Linked DNA regions of Sus scrofa: region 1 is linked to region 2. The links are chromatin contacts, called in public HiChIP or PLAC-seq maps. All regions are on one chromosome and are shown on one strand. Each heading gives the region's core, a stretch centred on a gene start, on an enhancer-like site or on the middle of the called end of the contact. The rest is flanking DNA. Distances are from core to core; before and after follow the strand shown. Region 1 has its middle 21 kb from the start of CASP3. Region 2 overlaps LOC110257052 (a long non-coding RNA gene).

Region 1 (4,432 bases), core at 401-2,900, 260 kb before region 2:
TGGGTGGGGCCACCACTGGGATGACCTCTGTTTAGGGGGTTCTTTTTTTTTTTTCCTTCATGATCAAGTTGAATTTATTCCAGGGTCACAAGGATGGGTCCATATTTGCAAATCAATCAGTGTAATACACCACATTAACAAAAGGAAAGACAAAACCACATGATCATCATCTCAGTCATTTAGGGGGTTCTAATGTATAAACTATCACTCTGCTAATAAGTCAAGTTCCTCCATTCTGCTTGGTAGTGGAAAACTCATCAGTTTAGGGCAAACCTAGTCAATTCTGAGTTAACTCAGACAATCTGGGCTCGCTCCTTGCCTGGGAGTTTGTGAAGCACCATGTCACAGAGGGAGCAGGAGGCTGGAAGAGTCTGGTTTTCCATTGTCACAGGTGCCCTGTGGGTCCTGTGGAGGTGAACGTCATTCCGTTGGGCTGTCCTCCTCCCCTCCCCACTCTGGCCCCATCAAGTTATCTGTGTTCCCCTGGGGTTTCTGCTCTTAGGTTTACTCCATATCCTCTCATCCCAGTCAGGAGGCCCCATGCCGAGGAGGAAAAGTAATTTTCCCTTTACCCTTCTGAGTTCTTGACTGAGGCCCCTATAATAAAAGACAGATTCACAAAAGACAGACGCATGTATACCTCCCATGTGTACACGGGAGATACCCAGGAAAACTGAGTAACTCTTCAACATGACCTAAACCACTGGCTTAAATAAGCTTTTCAGCTAAAGACAAAAGAAAAGTGAGGGGGTGAGTTCCCTTGTGGTTTAACAGGTTAAGGGTTTGGTATTGTCACTGTGGTGGCACAGATTGCTTCTGTGGCACAGGTTCTATCCCTGGCCTGGGAATTTCCACTGCCACGGGTGTGGCCAGAAAAAATGAGGGGAGGCTGGCTACAGGGGTGGTTACCAGGAAAAGCCAGGTAGAGAAGGGTACGGTTTGTTACACAGAATTGTCAGTGCCCCCTCCATTGATAGGTCTCTTATGATTAAGGATTATCTTTCCTTTCTAGGTACAGAGAGGGAGGCAACATTACAAGCAGAGAATTCCTTTATAAAGGTACATTTCTCTTGCCAAAGAGTGACTTCTGCTTCGTTTTCAGAGCTTCTCCTGTGTCTGCAATTTCTCAACCCTATGCCAAAGAGGTGTATTTTAGGGTGGCTGCCCTTCATCCTCAAAGTCAACTGCATCTCAGACCCCAGAACTGTTTCCTGAGCTCTGTCAGGATAAGCAGGCGACCCCCAGGCCACCTACTGCTTAAGCCTTTCTACACCTTCTATGATGGGGAGGGCAGAGTGCAACCTTCTCCTTTAGGCTCCAAGCAGGAAATAAGGTGCCATTTGCAGAACCCCAAATCTAAGGAGCTGGAGAGCAGTGCTCATTCTCTGAGGACTAAAGCAAAGGCTCATCCCAGCTCTTTCCTCCCCAGCTCAACTCCCTTCTCCCTGCTCAGGGGGGTTTCACCTAGTGGGGGGAGAGCAAGGAGGGGAGAGGCAGTCAGCCTTCTCTTTCTGGGTCATCTCTGGCCTTCAGCTGTTAAACATCAAAATGCAAGAATTTAATGTGACAGTTCTCCTTGGGGCCACGAAGGCCTTGTGTCTAACAGCCACATCAACAGTGTGGGAGTAGGAGGAGGTGATGAGTGAAAGGAAGTGAGGATGCAGTTTTGCCAGATGTGCTTATAATAGTCTGATGCAATTTCTCTCCACCAAGCACTTTACAAACATCGTCTTCCTTAATTCTCAAGAGAATTTTATGAAGTCGTATTATCACCCCAATTTTGTGACTGACGTTGAAATTTTGTGAATTGGAAGCTCAGAGGTTAAACAACTTGCCTAGGTCACACAACTTGAGGTGGGTGGGGCCTGAATATGAAGCCAGGTATTTCTGCCTTCCAAGTCTTTATTCTTTCTACGGTCACTCAACTACTCACTTCGGATACCAAATTAAAAACACAAGCCAGAGCATGCACTAGCATCTAGAGGAGAGCATGTCTACTTTACACCTGATTCTTAGAGCTCTGTCTTTGTGAGGTACTAAAGAGGCATGTGTACAGAGAGTTGGTCAAAGTGATAGAAGATCAGAAAGGATCTATTTTCAAGAGGGGAGTAGCTGGAGGAAAGAACAGACGAATACAAGATCTCAGATCCTTATACACAATCTGAACAAATGGCAGAGGCTCATTCTTCCAGAACCTGCCCTCAGGATGGCCAACAACTATCCTTTATTGCATCATTTAAAGAAGCCACCTTAAAGGGGGGTAAACAAGTCTGAGGATAGAGCTGGAATGCTACAGAGTTTGGGGAGTCAAGTTTGATTGAAAATGGACAGATCCCCACCCTGTGATGAAACACTAGCTTTCTTAATTAAATTTCGAAGACTCTTGGCAATATGTTTAAACACCATAATTTTCTTTCTGACTTTCCTTTTTGATTTTCTATCCAACTCTATTCTTCGTTCATCCACCTGTTACTTTAGGATGCAGAAAGCAAGGGGGCAGCAAGCTGTGATAACTGAGGGAAGAGAGTTAGGCGCATCTGTCCATAGTGGGGTATGTGGGTGGCAGCCAACATACATGAGCAAGACCAACAAGGAGAGTTGAGCTCCAAGCAATGAGTAACCGTGCAAGTTTGCCACCAAGTGGGGCCCTTGGGAAGCCAAATGATACTGTGGCTCTTAGGAACTCAAAAACCAAGTGGAGATGAGACACAGGAAGCTACACTGTGAAAGTGAAAGTTCACTGGCTTTGGGGTCTGCAAGATCCGGCCACGAAGCTTGAAGTCTCTGCTCATTAACTACATGACATTGGACACTTTAGTTAACCTCTGTGAACCTCAGTTTTCTTAGTAAAAAAATAATATAACCATAGCACCATCCCTGCAGTATGGTTGGGAAGATTCTAGAGGATGCATATAAAGCACATAGCTTAGGACTTTATAAGCAATCAGTTTGTGTCCTACATCAAGGCTCATTATTTTCTAAGGGATACTCCACGGCATCTCTCAGATTCTTAGAGCTCATGATAAGTTGGATTCACCGGCCTAGTACGTACCAGGCGCTGTGCCAGTGCTGTGAATTTAAGGCGCAAGCAGCTACAGCAGAAAGCTGGGGATGTGAGTGTCAATCAATCTCTGCAGCATTTATTTTCTACTGATGCATAACCATTTACCACATATCCAGTACCTTAACACAGCACATGCTTATTCTCGTAGTTTCTGTGGTCTGGAGTCCAGGCACAGCTAGATCCTCTACTCAGGGTCCAACAAGGCTAAAATCAAGGTGCCAACTGGACTGTGTTCTTATCTGGAGGTCTGACTCGGGACAAAACCATTTCCAAGCTCTTTAAAGTTACCAGTAGATCTCAGTTCCTTATAGCTGTTTTCTTGCTAACTGTCAACCAGACAACCCAGCAACTGCAAGCACCCCCTGCCATGGTCCTTGCCATAGAGGCCCTTCCAAAGGTTCATGGTGTGCTATTTGTTTCTAGACCAGCAAGAGATCTCTGTCTCTCTCTCACTCTCTCTCTCTTTTTTTTTTTGTTTGCTTTTTAGGGCCGCACCCAAGGCATATGGAGGTTCCCAGGCTGAGGGTCAAACTGGAGCTATGCCTGCCGGCCTACACCACAACCACAGCAACACAGGATCCAAGCTGCATCTGAGACCTATACCACAGCTCACAGCAACTCCTGATCCTTAACCCACTGAGCGAGGCCAGGCATCGAACCTGCAACCTCATGATTCCTAGTCGGATTCGTTTCTGCTGTGCCACGATGGGAACTCCAAAAAGAGAATCTCTTACTAAAAAATACCTCTGCCCTCTGGAGAAGGCCCAGGCCCCTCTTTTGAGGTGTTCCCTTGTCAGGTGAGGCTCAGCCAGGAACATCTCCCTTTTGATGACTTCAAAGTCAATCAATTAGAGACCTTTATTACATCTACAAAATCCCTTCACTTCTGCCACATAACCTAACCTATGATAGGAGTGAAATCCCATCATAGTCTCAGGTCTTTCCCATACTCAAAGGGAGGGACTCTTACAGAGCTTGGGCACCAATGGGCAGGAATTGGGTGGGGGGGGGGGGGGTGGGAGTGGCATCTGGGAATTCTACAGATTGTACCTGCTTGGTCACACCCAGCTCCAGGCGAGGCCTGAGGACAGAGCTTTCCCGTGGGGTGAGGAACACATGGTAAATACCTTGTGAATCAGCCTTGATTTGCTTGGAAATTCACCAGGTGATTTTTCTTCTTGCTAAATTTACACAGTCAACAGAATCAGAGCAAAAAAATGCCAGATACCACACCCTGAAAGAATATCGTCTTTCTGGGAAATGTTTTGTCCTGGAGAAAGCATTTCTGACCATCTCAGACACTTTTCATTCTGTTCTGCAGATATCTTAAGGAACATCCATAGGAATCTCGTCCTGTAGTCTGAGATC
Region 2 (4,747 bases), core at 1,331-3,830:
GGCATGTTTACACAAAATCTAAATATCTTATACAAAAGGTTGCAGAGACTTCATTTGACCTTGTGGTGAATTTATCAGAATATGGTTGCAAGTCTAGAAAGTAGGCCCTGTCTACATAGGACATAAGGAATCCAGAGGTGGAGGGTTGAAGGTCTAGGAGGATCTGAAATATGGGCATTGCTAGGATAGGGCACTGCAATAAGATGTCCAAGCTGGCATTAAGCCTTGAGTTTGTGGCCACTGGGTGCCCACAGTTTCAGGTCAGAGCATGGCCACATGTGACAATGGTTAACTTGCTCACTTTGCCATTTTTCCAGGGGTAGATTTACCCACCTGACTTCCCAGAGGACTTTCCAGGCAGTGCACAGAGCATCAGTGGACTCCCATCTGATAACAAGACTCCTGGAATTCTGGTGGATGGAGAGGCCCTCCCCTTTCCAGCATGGGAGAGCCAAATCCAGTGGGGAGGAGTTCAACCCAGGACCTTCCCTGTCCCCTCCCCTGCTTTAGCTGTGTTTTCTCCCCATTCCCCACCTGGGTGCACCCCATGTTCACCCAGATCCTGCAGCCACCACACCTGTCCTCACTGAGCATTTATATTACCTGAGCTATCCCAGTGCAAATAATGGAAAAGAAAAGTATCCTCTCCCACTGAATTCAGTCAAGACAATCAAGAATTTTTCTTATAAAGATTGTTTGATGGCACAAGAAGATGAAAGGTAATGATATTCACAAACTTAAAAGTAAGTGAGCATGGGCTAACAAGCATCTGAATTGTCTTCCCAGTCTGATGTGGGCTCAGGTCATAGGCCTCGGCTGCTGGAAACTGGATTAAGCTCTTTACCTTTTCAAGTAAATTTAGCTGGCACTATAGGACTTTCTTTTTTCGGAATCTGGCTGGGAAGCTGGAGGCATTGGGGTGGGGCAGTCTTGGGGCTACACTGGAGCTTTGATCTCCCTCTGCCTTAGTTCTGCACATTGGACAAGGACAGCCTCACTCTACTTGACCTGTCTTTCCTCCTCCTTCCCCACCCAGAATGACTGAGAGTTAGCTCTAGGTGGATATTGGAGAAATAGTTACTAAAACTCATAGCAGTGGTTCTGTGGAGACTCTGGGGAAGAGGGTGGAAATAGCTGGAGTGGTATCTTTAAGTAGGTAAGAGGTCATGGGATCCAGCCCACAGGGAAGCAGTAACCTTAGGCAGGAGCAGGTACAGGAGAGGAGGAAGGCGGGCCAGCCTATATATATTTGTAGAACTTCTGTTTTGATAGCTTCCAATTTTACAGTGAAATGATAAGCCTTGTCTGTTCTGGGTTTTGTGATGGTGGTGGAGATGGTGCTGGAGGTTTATGGAGAGAATGGAGACTGACGGATTGGGAAAATGGCACAGAAAGTGCCTGCTTGAGATTTATGGTCATGAATTCAAATGGGGGCTTTGGGATTTTCTCCAGGACCATTCAGCTGCACAGTATCTGCAGAGCTGGATTTAACTACAGTTGTAATTTTGTCAAGTGAGTGACAAAGTGAAAGAGGGGCAAGAAAGTCGAAGTTTTATGGAAGGGAGAGATGATAATTTCCTGTGCGACTGAAGGAGGGATATGGATATTGTGTGTGGGTGAAGGACAAGTGTAGAGATGGCAGGATCATTGGGTTGAAGGACCTGGTGGGTTCAAAGGATTATATGGTCAGGGTTCTAGAGGGAGTGAGAAAGAAAAAAGTGATGGTCCATGGGTGGAGCAGATGAATTGAGGTTATGGAGGGGTGGCAGTTGTTAGGAATGATGTCAAGGCTCAAGACGGGATCATGAAAGTGACTGCGGCAGGGCAGAGAGCGTGATGGCTAGAGGATTAAGTTCTACAGAGAGGAATGATTTAGAAGAATCATCTAAATTAGTGATCAGCAAACTATGGCCCCTAGCCACATCCAGTCTGCTACCTGTTTTTTAAATAAAGTTTTATTGGAACACAGACATGCCTATTCTTTTTTGTATTTTCTGTGTCTGCTTTTCATGCTGTGGTGGCAGCATTGAAAACCAAAGATATTTGTTATCTGGTTCTTTACAGGAAAAGTTTGCCCACCCCTGATCTAAGTGAATATTAATTTCACTGTTATTTATAATATTATGTGAATAAGCAATGTTCTACAACAAATTTCAACCAATGTAGTTTCCTATAGTAAATATTCATGGTATAATGTTTGTAAGCCAGTTGCCTTTGAAACTGTGGAAACTTTTCAATATTACATAAAACTCTTTGCTCTTCTTTGTAAACATACATTCTCTTCAACTTTATGAGGTCAAGATACAGAATAAATATCGATCTAACTTGTATGAGATGCTAACAGTTTTGTAAATATTCACCAAATATTTCCCTGTTTTAATTATGAGATGAAGGATAAGCTTCCTGCTCTGTCTTCTTAAACCACCTCTATGTCAGCTAAAGCTGAGTTAAGGAATACAGCGTTTTTAATTCTCATTTCTCTTGGTTATGAGTTCCAGTTGTGTCATATTAGTGGGTCAGTCCTGTAACTGATTAAATACTATGAGATCAGCATATAAATACTCTGTCCTTCTTTTAAAACCTCAGCTCCACCTGCAGATGAGTCAGGGAACTGTGATACTCTAGAGAGTCCTTCCTGGCTATTTCATCTAAGTAGTTCTGCCTGCTAATCTCACCCCATTCATTTTCTTCATAGTAATTATGCAAATTATGTGAAACAAGTCAGATTATTTTCACTCACTGTCAAAATTTTCATTCACCTTTCCCAATTTTTGTAGATATTTGGGATTTTAGATAGATTTATATTAGTGGTATACTGTATTTTTCACTGTATAACTTTTCTTTCAAACAGCATTTCATTCACTTTCTATTTTGAAAATTGACACTTTTTAGCCTTACTTCTATGATTAAATTAAAATATTCTCACTCACCTTTTCTGTATCATAACTGCTCCATTCTTGAATCACCCCTTGTTAGAGAGGGGTTGAGTACTTTTGCGTGTGTGTGTGGGGGGGTAACAACATGTGGAGAGTATATTTTCTTAGCTCTGCAGATGTGTTAATATCTTTTTTTTCTCTCACATGAGCGACAATAGTGGCTTGCTATGGAATTATTGAGTCATACTTGCTATGTTTCAAACCTCTAGATGTAGTTCCATTGCCTCTGGTAACAACTGCCTTGGAGCAAAAGTCTTAAGGTGACACGGATTTTGTGTTTTTCTCAGCAGATAACTTAAAAAATCTGATTATTTATTTTGTAAATGCAAGCGCTTCTCAAGGGAATATCTAGATGTTGGACTCTAATTTTCCTTGGTTTTTAAGATTTTTAGACTTAAGTTTTGTTGGTTTCAGGAAACCGTTCTGTTTTCTTTGTTGTTTTTATTCAGTAACTCCTGTATCTCCTTTAGAAATACCAGTTATCCAGAAGAGTGGTTTTGTATTCTCTGTCATCTTTGTCATCTCTCTAATCTCTGTTCTCTTTTTCTCTACATTCTGGAAGAATCTCTCAAATTTGCCCTTCACATCCTACCTTCTATTTTCTGCTACTTCAGTTCTTCACTTCCCCCAGGGTGGTTTTAGTTTTGCGATTGCATTTTGAGTCTCTCTTACTGTCCTTTCATATTCATCTACTGTGTTGTCAAGCCAGAATCCTGAGTCATGCTTAAGCCCTGCTGTCCCTCATGACTTCCTGTGGTCCATCAGTAGTTACATATGTTTCAACCTCCAAATATTTCTTTAAACTGTCAACTTGTCCCCACCTTGACTGCCATCACCTCAGTTCAAGGCACTGTCATCTCATCCCTGAATTCTGATCATCTGCCTTTTTGCTGCCTCTATTGTCTCTTTTAGTTCCTTCTCTATACAGTAACAATTAATACCTATGCATATACTTAAACATATTTATATTTGTGTATGTATCTATACAAATATGTACATATACACATGTATATACCCACATATACATTCACACTCAATTTCCTTTTGTAAAGTGCTGCTTTTCCTGGCTGTAACTGTCCTAGATGAGGTGACACTGCTTATCTTTCCTAATTTATCTTGGATCATTCACTAGGCACATTGGTCTTTTTATAGTTCCTCAAGCACACAGAACCCTTTTTTCACCTTAAGACATGTTGCTTTCTCTGCCAGTGATGCTCTTTACTTGCTCTTTTCATAGCTGACTCAGATTAAATACCACCCCTTCACAGAAGCCTTTCCTGACAACTTTATCTAAGTAGGTAGCCCCTGTTATTCCTCAAATAAGCACCCTGTTCATTTTCTTCATAGAAAGTGTCACATTTAAAATTATGGCTAACCCTCCAATATAAGCTACATCAAAATGGTGCTATGTCTGTTTCACTCATCTCTGTATTCTCTAACCCCATCACAGTGCTTGACTCAAAATGGGTTCTTAATAAATATTTGCCAAAACCATTAGTTTATCACTCTGTTTTCATCTTTTTCTTCCTTTTCTTTTTTTATGGCCACACCTAAAGGCAGTATATGGAAGTTCGCAGAGCTGTAGCTGCCGGCCTATGCCATAGCCATGGCAACACCAGATTTGAGCCACATCTGTGACCTACACCACAGCTTTTGACAACATTGGATCATTAACCCACTGAGCTAGGCCAGGGATCGAACGTGTATCCTCACAGAGACTATTTTGCGTTCTTAACCTGCTGAGCCACAATGGGAACTTTCACTTACTCTTCTTTATGGCTGCTTGCTCTTGCTTAATAGAGGCTATGTCT

What was found. HiChIP or PLAC-seq counts read pairs in DNA pulled down with a chosen protein or histone mark.
Region 1: a contact with region 2 is called in an H3K27ac HiChIP or PLAC-seq map of alveolar macrophages. The contact joins two enhancer-like sites. A contact is called at or near these places in 2 of 47 Hi-C or Micro-C datasets (alveolar macrophages and blood) and 2 of 2 datasets of contacts at active chromatin or transcription factors (alveolar macrophages and skeletal muscle).

The regions. Positions count from the first base shown.
Region 1 is chr15:45,729,724-45,734,155 of Sscrofa11.1, reverse strand. No RefSeq gene overlaps it. Among named protein-coding and RNA genes, the nearest start is that of CASP3, 21 kb to the left of the region's middle. Within about 2 kb of position 1,650, at least 7 of the 83 cell types and tissues checked have an H3K27ac peak or open chromatin away from gene starts, as enhancers often do. A contact at or near this core is called in alveolar macrophages, where this site is marked.
Region 2 is chr15:45,472,749-45,477,495 of Sscrofa11.1, reverse strand. All of the region lies in intron 1 of LOC110257052 (a long non-coding RNA gene), which reads left to right. Among named protein-coding and RNA genes, the nearest start is that of ENPP6, 34 kb to the right of the region's middle. Within about 2 kb of position 2,580, at least 4 of the 83 cell types and tissues checked have an H3K27ac peak or open chromatin away from gene starts, as enhancers often do. A contact at or near this core is called in alveolar macrophages, where this site is marked.